Regions from separate parts of the Dromaius novaehollandiae genome. Here region 2 is linked to region 1. Evidence: chromatin contacts called from public Hi-C data. All regions are on one chromosome and are shown on one strand. Each heading gives the region's core, a stretch centred on a gene start, on an enhancer-like site or on the middle of the called end of the contact. The rest is flanking DNA. Distances are from core to core; before and after follow the strand shown.

Region 1 (4,842 bases), core at 1,880-4,379:
TCAACCGTTTTCTCAAACACATTTCAGCCTGCTAAGTGGTCTCTTTGATCCATCCCTTCCTCTTCAGCAATGTGGTTAAGGGAGACTTTCTTCACTGTTCATTAGTGGTGCCAGCAAACCACCCTTAATGCTGCCTTCGGGCTGTCAGCGATTTCCACTGCCTTTGCAGGATGCTAAGGAAAGTCCTGTGTCATATGTTGCCCAGCCCCAGCTGTGCCATGTCCCCGCAGTGGGAAGTGGGAAATGTGGCCATGTGGCTACCCCTGTGGCAGAAAGGTCTGTATTCAGTCCCCCTTGCTAAGGGACAGGGCAATCCTGTCCTTTCCCACCAGCACGCCTCAAGCTCCATGTGTCCCATCTGCTGTTCTCACGGCACCCACCTTCCCTCCTGTTTGCTTAAGAGGCTCTTCAGAGCAGGGACCAACCTACTTCCCTGGATTATTTATTTGAATTAGGCAGCATTTAAAGAAGAACAGCAATTCTGAGGTTGCTGAAACATTTTTGGTCCTTAAATTCAGTTCATTTTTTTTTTCTTCCCTCCAAAACAAGCACAGTCTACAAGACGCTGTGCCTCATTCTTTAGGTACTGAGGAAAGCTGTCTTGATTGGTCAGACATCTGAGAATGGTATAGACAAAAAAGAAATATCAAAATATATGGTAAAAGTTACAAAAATATTGTTGCTACTGCTGCAACAGCATAAGGATATAAGAAGAATAAGGTTGTAATCACTTTTATTACATTAACTGAGAGAACATGCTGAACAAGTAAGCAAGCTTTCATATGCTGGGTTACTTCAGCAACAGCTGAATGGGTAGGAGAAGTTAAGTGGCATACCGACAGAAAGAATAAATGGATCAAGCTGGCATAAAAACAAAGTGGATTGTTAAAAAAGCACCACCAATGTGCAATAGATTTAAAGGAAAAATGTGTATTAAAAGGCAAAATCTGCATTAGCATCCTGACAAGCAGAAACTTAAATAAATTTGCTTTAGCCTGTCAGCTTAAACAAACACAACTCAGCAAAGCCTGGAGTGTTACTGACCCCATGAGAAACTTTTGAAAATGCCAAACAATTTAAGCACTTGAAAGTAGTCTTTGCTTGTCTGCCACATAAAAAAAGAAAGAAACATCTGGTCACAACTGGCATGTGCTGAGATGACTGAATACATTTTTCAAAAATATGAGAGCTGTTTCTGTGCAGCTAAGACACCAGAGAAAAATCAGACCAGTGCATAAAGGTAAGCACAGACAAAAATCATGATGAACATGAAATATCACACCAGAAAGACTTTATTTACAAAAAGATCACAAAAACTTCTACGAGGACACACTATCCTATATATGCTATATATGAAATTAATGGATAACTTCACCACTAAAGCAGATATATCACTTAAAAAAGAAAAGAAAAAATATCCGTCCTTTCCTTCCAAACTAGCTTTTAAATTAAGACAGTAAAGCATCTCAGATGTTATACCCAGTAAAACATTTGTAGCCTTGATTGCCTCTCAGTGAAGTCAACTTTGTTAATCTAGTCAGTTTAAGATATGACCCTAATGCACTTTGCATAAAATTGCTGTCATTTACACAGGTGTATATACACTGACATAAGTCTCTAGATTTACACAGGTGTGTTGGAAGAAATTGGCAGAGTTTTGCTAATTTTAAACAACAAAAAAATCAGATCAACTTTTGCAGTTGGTTACAGTTGCATAAATCTGTAATATGCATGGTGCTGGTGTCATTGCTCCACAGCTTGCTAAGGAAGCTGAGAATCTGACACCCTGTGTCCAGCTAGAGACTGTAACTTACTCGTATTTCTGCTTGAAAGTACTGGACCTCAGACTGCTACTAATAAAATCCTCAGGCTTCTTTTTTTTAAAAAAAGTGAATGACTTAATTTTCAGTATTCTCTTCAGTTTTATATTCATTATTTGAAAGAAACCTTAGAGTGGCTTAGTTTCATAACCTGTTATTATCATTGTCATCATCATTTTACCTACATAGCCACTTTCCTATTAATACAGCGTTTTCATAATGAAAATGGAACAATTTTTTTTAAGTGGAAAATTTGTTTGTAAAACCACAGAAATTTGTCAGGACAACTGAAATGTGTGTATCGTATCTTAAGCCATTTTTGAATATTGCTTTACAATTATTACTTTTTAGTTTGGTTATTTCCCTTTGTAGTTCTTCCAAGTGTGCTTGCTGTACCTGAAGTAACAAAAATGTGCCAAGATGAGTCATTCCAGTTTTGATTCGGGTTCTAGATCTACTAGCTATGCTAACAGATATGACTCCATAAATGACTGCTAGCTAGATGTACAATGCAGAGGAACAAACATGCAGTTTCTAAGCATCCTACAGGTAATTTTCAGCTGTTTGGCCAACATCAAATTATGAAACAGAAGAAATAAACGGGAGAGCTTATTTCAAGAAGGCTGTGCTCATATCAAGCGTCTCTTGCTTAAATGGGGTAATGCAAGTTTCAGTCCAACAGACTCACTGCTGAATTTACATCACTATGAATGGGGAATCAGGCCCAGCTGAACCCAATACCAGCTTCTGACACATCTTCAAAATTTTTAGCAGTATTTGGTGTTTCTGCCAAATCAGAATGTCGTTTGGAAAACCGAGGGAAAGTGGGAATCTGAACAAACATATCTGAGAAAAAAGGAAGTTCAAAGTCTAAAGTGTTATTCCCTTCCCTTCCCAAAAAGCTTTCTGTGCAGCACAGTGGACTGCTCTTCCTGGATTTAACAGTAGGGGCGTGGGAAGCTCTCAGATGTCACAGGCTTGTAGATAACATTTGAACATATGATTAGCTTTCATGAGCTGTCTTTAGAAACCTTACATTTGTTCCCCCCCCACACCTTAGCCAGAGAACCTACGTACTTTCCTTCCCTTGAGGTTTTGGGCCATTTAAAATGTTGCTTTGACAAAACTCAAGGATGTGGAGAAGTTTTTCCTGTATGATGTCACTTGGCTGCCCTTTATAAGCCTCTACAAAGAAGAAGGGAGCCCATCTGAGGATTCATGATCCAGACACACACGAACGAGGGAAAAAGAGAAGCAAAGAGGAATATCAAGTTTCAGATACCAACTGGCCGCTAAGGACAGAGAGCCATGCCACAAGCTTGTCCCTATAGCTACCGGGGGTACATGCTGCTGGTGCTCTGCAGCCTGAAGGCTACCACTGCCTTTCTCAACTCCTCTCCGCTGCTGAATCCCAGCTGGGGGAGCACCGATCACCTGATGCACTTGTACACAGCTACGGAGAGGAACAGCTTCCACCTCCAAATCAACTCTGAGGGCTATGTTGATGGTGCCCCACACCAAACCATTTACAGTAAGTAGCTCATTATGGACCCTCGGTCTTCGTGTGAACAGGGCAGAGAGCACAATGCTTTTTTTTTTTGCCTTTTCACTAGCTATAGCAAATTCCATCCTCCTGGTAGGCAGGCAGACAGCTGCGAGACGGAAAACACACGTAATTATAATCTTCCCTTTGTTTAACAAACAAACAAAATTGCTTCAAAGAAATCTAGCAGATGAGGATTCTCATTCTTCACCTTTATAGTAAGTTCTATGATTCCTGTGATACTCTGCAAGCAAAAACTACCAGAATTATCCTTCACTTCATGATTTTACTCACAGCTTGTTGTGGAAGTCCCGATGAGAGGTTGGTGATGACATGCCCCAAATAGCTCCTTCCCATTCTGGTGATAGCATCTGCAAAGGAAGTACACTGAGGGAACTCACCACAGCAGTGGTGGAAAACTGGCTGTGTTTGTAAAACCTTTATTTTTGGGTAGAGAGCTGATAACTACCTCTAAGCAACTACACGAGTACAGTTGGTCATTTCCTTCCAAATACATCAGTACTTCTCTGCATTGAAAATTGGTTTGTGAGACAAGCTTCAGATTTGTGCATTTAATGTGCCGCATGGCAGAAACACAACTGTGTACAGAACATGGGTCACTGAATATGCAAAGTTTGATTAAACAGGGGGAAATTGCAAAAGGTCAGACTCTTGTAAATGAAGCACTAAGCCTTTGGAGTGCAGTGTGGCTCTTAAATTATCTCATCACCATCATCTATTTTCATGCAAAGTTAAGGTATCTTTCTTTCTTTCTTTGCTGTATACCTAGCCCAAACAGCATAGTTAGTAGAAAAAATATCTTTTTTAAAATTTAGGGTTTTTTTATAATATTCCAGAAGTACTCCTCTTTTTTCAATGCTCACATCACAAGTAACTATAAATCAGAAAGTCATTTTAATTATTATTACTGCATAGCATCTTCTTCGTCTACTCAACTAAATATGTAAGCATGTCCAGTGATATCTCTGTATGAGTGTATGAGGAACAAAAGACTTTTTTAAAGTTATAATTTGATTGAGGAGAAAAAAATGATCAAGTTCTGCTACATTTTTTAGAAATTATTGATCAAATACTTGTATAAATGCTGCATCCTCTTGTTATTTTTCATGCATATTAGTAAGTTTTATAAAATTCAGTTGTATTGGTCAAGAACCAGTATGATGGTGTAGAGAGCCACAGCCAAGAAAATACCATGCTTTGCCAATCTGTCAGGAAGTAAATACACAGCTAGTTGGAATGGTAGAGCAGGAAGTGAGGTATGACAAGGAAAGGAGTTGTGAAAGGGAAATTACTGAACCTCTGTCAGGTCACCACAGTCCTGCTGAGACACCAGACACATGAGAAGTGCAAGGTTCTGCACCAGGGCTGGAATAACCCCCGGTGGTGGTACAGGCTGGAGCAGCCTCATTGCATGGACAGAGCCCTGCTGGACAGGACCTGAAGGTTACAGGGAGCACC
Region 2 (5,139 bases), core at 1,250-3,749, 130 kb before region 1:
TGAGCTAGTGAGAAAGAACATTTGGTAGGTTGATATCCAGCTTCTGGACCGTGTGGTATTTGGAGCAAGGCTTGAACTGGAATCTACTATCCCAAGTCAATACACAGTTAACAGAATATTGGCTATTAGGAAGGGAGGAACTGTAGCACCATAGTCCTTTTGCCCCCTTTCCCCCCCCCCCCCCCGCCCCCCAAGCTTCAAAGTGGTGATGGAATCGCTGTTGAAGACAGGAGCATTGTAGGTCAGGGACAGAGGCATTTTGGAACTGATGCAAACAGCACAGCGTCTACATAGGCATTTTGCTGACAGACTTGTCATTTGAAGGCTAGGAGCACTGAGAAGTACAGAGAGAGGGTCAGAGATGATCGAGGCTGACAAACTGGCTTTTGCCTTTTTTTCTGACATATAGGTAATAAAGGTTTGATGCATACATAAGAGACTGGTCTTTACTTCATGGTATTGTCTATAACACCCAAAAGCTAGCATTACAAATACCTTATACTCTTGGTTACCACCATTGCTCCAGGACAGTTGATTCCCTACTTATTCATACCAATGTTACAGAGGTCGTAAAATATTATATGCACATTGTGTAATGTGAAATCAAAGCAATGCAAAAAAAAAAAAAAAAAAAAAAAAAAAGAGAGAGAGAGAGAGAGAAAGAGAGAAGCTGCAAAAGCTCTGCCCTAGATTTCTTGTACTTTGTTCTGAGAGTTTTTTAGGTACATTGATCCAGAGAAGCAATCACTAACCTCAGTCTTTTTTTTTTCGATTTACTACAGATGGATACCGCTGCACCCCTGTGGCTCAATTCTACCCTCAAATAAAGTAAGGTGCTTTTTTTGTTGTTGTTATTTGGGATGAGGTGTAACCCTTAAGGACTCTGTTCCCAGATTAAGCTACAGTATTCTAGGTGCAAGCACAGACCTCACTGTTATTGTACATTGTTCTGAGTTGTATTTGGTGGGCATATCACTCTTGTATAGGGGATTGAAGAGCTGCCAATAACCATGCACTCAAACTTGCACATGCCAGCCTGTTACAACACTAGATGGCATTCGAACATTAGCAAAGGATCTGAAACCAATGTACAGGCAACACTTCACACAGCTGCATCTTCATGTTATTTGGATTCGGACTGTGGGGTTTTAAGATTGTGGTATCTTGATGAAATGAGTATCTTGATATCTTTAATGAAATTAAATGATATCTTTATTGACCTCGAATACAGAACTAACTTCAGGCTGAAGCATGTGGAAGAGCAGGGCACAAGAGTTACAATCCTCATGGTCTGTTCTGGGCTCTGGCAGTGACTGTGAGTGTGACTTATGGCTATGATACTCACACAGCTTCCTAAGAGGGGCAGTGGAGTGTAATTTTTGAAAAATGCATTAAATTCCTGAAAGGAAGCAGAACCTAGGAGCATGCATTATCATTAGTTTTTACAGACATTTTGTCAGAAGTTTCAAAGAGAGAAGAAATATAAGCACTTATTCGATGAACAGTTGTATTCTCACCACTTGATTTCTTGCAGTTCTGTGTCCTACCTCCTGTAAACACCAACAGTTGCAGCAGTGCTGGCTCCTGCAACTTTCGTTCACCTCAACATCGTTACTTCCCTCCACTTCCCCTATAGGTCCCATACCATGCTACTCATTCTAGCCATACACCCTCTCAACCCAGTTATCTCCACTGTAATATCCCCAGCCCCTTCCATCTCCCACAGTCCCTACCTGCCTTTGTTTGGTCTGCTCTCTGGACCAAAGGAACAGCACACCCTTCAAATGATGCAAAAAGATGCATGTGCTGACTGTCCAGCCAGGGTTTCTTACTGCTTGGTATGCAAAGAGACAACTGACTATAACCAAATTCTCCTGCTTTTCCCTCACTGGTTACACTAATAGGATCTCTCTCTTCTACTCGACATCAACTAGAAGATGGGCATACCAATGAGCAGACAGACAGGAAAGCAATCACCTAAGCCTCACTTTTTGGCAAATATGGCTAAACAATGAGTCAGAGGAATCTTTTCAATATTTTGAAGATTTTCCTGTATCTGATGGATCTGCTTGTGTCTTTTCTGCAGAAGAAATGAAGGCAGGGCTGATACTTGAAGGCTAGATCTTTCTGTCAGGGCATTTCTATCAAGTATATTACTTGTGGTCTCTGAAAAAATCTAACAGTTATCTAAAAGAGCCCTTATCATGAAAGATTCTGAAGATGGAAATCACTGTGGAGGCTGAAGGAATTAACAGAGGAAAACAGGACAGCAAGTAAGGGAAGACAGGAAATACATGGGAGCCAATTAGCTACATTAAAAAGATAACAGTCTGCTTTCCATGAACAGAAGGATAATCAAACCAAATTGCAGTCCCAGCTGACTGACTTCTCCCTCAACACTGAATGCCTTGAAAACCCATCAGCATATGCTGTAAGAAGTAATATGATGCTGCTTGCTACAAAAGGCTATTGAAATGCCTTAACTGTGAAGAAAATGCAGCTACAGCAAATGAGCCCATACGTCAGACTGGATTTACAGCTTTATTAGGACTAAGCACTACTATCAAGAACAGCTTGGTATAATTGACCTCAAACTTTGCCTCTAAGGTAAAGACATACACGCAACTGCATAATTCTGGTAAGAGATATTTTAACTTGGAGGAGTCTAAGCAGTCATGTGAACATACCACAACAGAGATGAAAAATGAACAGCAAGTGAATTGAAACATTACAAATTCCATTTCCAAGAATGCAAGCCAGGATATCAGGATACCCTTTTGCAGTTTTTAATCTGCACTGAACTCTTGCACTTAAACATAAACCCTTGGCTTTTATCTTCTGTGTTACCTGCAAACAGCCCAAATCTTCCTCAAATACCTACACCAATTTATCTGAATACTCCATGTAACAAGGGATGAATCATTCAGCTCTCATCAGGGGTGGAAATCCTTCTCTGTGAAACATTATAAGGCTCTGCCCACATCTTTATCTCTATGTTCTGCAAGATGGTCACCCACCTTGGATATTCTATGTCATTACAGAAATGTAATGCACAAGAGAACTCACTTCTCCTCGTACATCACTACGGTCAATATGGGAGCATTTTATATTTCCAGGATGGCTCAGCTACAAAGGACTGTGTTTGAAGCCAGAGGTACTGGCATTCTGGTACTGCAAGCTGACCAGCCTGTCAGTGATGGCTTTATCACAGAAGGATGATATTTGTCTGTCAAAATATCTTTATAATTCACTGCTCAATTACATTCAATAATGGGCTACTCCCCTGCTTGGGTTACTCGTCTTCCAGATGATTCTTCATGAATCCCAAGACTTGCCTGAAACTAACAAAATGATCATACCGTATCTTGCATACCATTTTCTATGCTCCAGTTCTTCTGAGATCACTGTTATCACTATAACTTTGTACTCAGTAGGAGAGCACACCGCTGTAGGCCTTTTGTCATAAAGTCACCTCTGTACCCTACCAGATGGCTGGTGTACACAAGAGCTGTGTTATGAGTGTTCTCATGTCCTGTGGGTTTTTCCTTTGCACATAGAACCTGTGGGAGCTTGCTGTTATGGTGACTCTTAACACCTACAATCACTTAGTCTCTTGGGATGACTGCAATATCACTGTTACAGTAGTGGCTGCATTTTGTAGGATAATTTCCTCTTTTTTTAAAACAAAATTACAGTACTATTTATAGGCCACAGTAAAGGATAATAGTCATAATGAAATGGATGCTTTATAAATGCAAAGAAAAGATAGTGTATTGTCCAAAGAGCTTAATGCTTAAATTAATTATGACTCTGCTCAGGAGTCATAGAAATCTGTTCTTCCAGAGTATTAACTAAAACTCTGCCTGGAGGATAATTTACTTGAATCAAAACTTGCTGAAATTCATCCTTCTTGTTGATATGAATACAGAGTGGGTTCCCTGCAGAAGTGGGCACAGAATATGATTCCCCTTTGTTGCTGCTAAAGAGCTAAAGAACATAATCTACATTTCTGACTCTACTAAGAAGTGATGCCAATGGCTTCTATGTAGTGCTTCATTCAGAGAGAGGGAGAAAGGGAGGAAGACGGAGATGCTGGGTTTGATTTCTTTTACTATTTATACAGAAGTAAACTAGTAATCCTATCCGTGAATTCCTCCTGATTTATGATGATACAAGTGAAAGGATTCAGATTCTTTGACGTATTTGTTTGTTTAGCTCCAGGAAGCAGAAACCCTTAAATGCGAAAGTCTATTATAATATCAAGTGTAAGCTGCTCTCCACCTCTACAGTCTCCATTTTATCAGAAATAGTGCCTCTAGCTGTGAAGCAGCTCTGATCATAACAAGGATGTTAGTGAGGAAAAAGACTGTTTTTTACATTTTGTTTTGGTTGCTTGGATATTCTACAGTAAAAAGAACATTAAGAGTATCTACAACATGTGCAGCCCATATGCAGAGAGATACAGTTTAAAGTGATGTTCCTGAGTACATACCTATAAAATATACTACATATGGGACTGAACCAATCATTGCTTGTATTAAATATTACTTAATCGTTGGGGGAAAAAAAAGAATTTTTTTGAAGAGCTGTTTCACTACTGTGTTCTGCTTGATTTTTTTTGATAGCCTTTTCCACTTGGGTCTTCAATTGCTTCTCTGGAATAACAGGTTTCCTTGTGTTCTGCACTTCATTTTCTACTGAGCATGTGGAGGGCACAGTGGGAGTCAGTCTTTCAGCCAGTTCACTTTTCACTTTGTAAACATTGTCTTGACAGATATTTTCTATTAAAAAAACAAAAAGATAGCGTGAGACTGCAAACTGTCTGAAACAGGTGAACGACTCATCACCACAAACTCACAAAAGATCAGTTGATTTTTTTTTCTCTGGGATCTCACAACTATCAATGCATTCTTCAGTCTAAAAGCAAAGTGGACTATGATCTGGTATCAGATACCATATCTGATTATTTTGCAATAAAGACAGAAAAACAGAAAAGCTCTTTCTGTGTGAACCTTTAGTGCTGTCAGTCGTCTTCTTGGCAGCCATTACATGACATAACCATTAGGTAGATCTGTTTCTACAGAAGTGAGAAACAGTGGCTCTGTCCACCAGAATCCATTATATGCATACTGTTTATCA

What was found. Hi-C and Micro-C count contacts between places; a contact is called where the count stands out from the background.
Region 2: a Hi-C map of liver shows a contact between it and region 1, with 4 times the contacts expected there. The contact joins the enhancer-like site here to the promoter of FGF23 in region 1. A contact is called at or near these places in 2 of 4 Hi-C or Micro-C datasets (brain and liver).

What each region holds. Positions count from the first base shown.
Region 1 is chr1:79,500,968-79,505,809 of bDroNov1.hap1, reverse strand. FGF23 (fibroblast growth factor 23) reads left to right here and starts at 3,129. Exons shown (of 3, transcript XM_026106298.2): 1 at 3,129-3,351. The coding sequence starts at 3,129.
Region 2 is chr1:79,631,886-79,637,024 of bDroNov1.hap1, reverse strand. DYRK4 (dual specificity tyrosine phosphorylation regulated kinase 4) reads right to left here. Exons shown (of 14, transcript XM_026106316.2): 14 at 2,529-4,781. The coding sequence ends at 4,549. Among named protein-coding and RNA genes, the nearest start is that of DYRK4, 47 kb to the right of the region's middle. Within about 2 kb of position 2,499, at least 1 of the 2 cell types and tissues checked has open chromatin away from gene starts, as enhancers often do.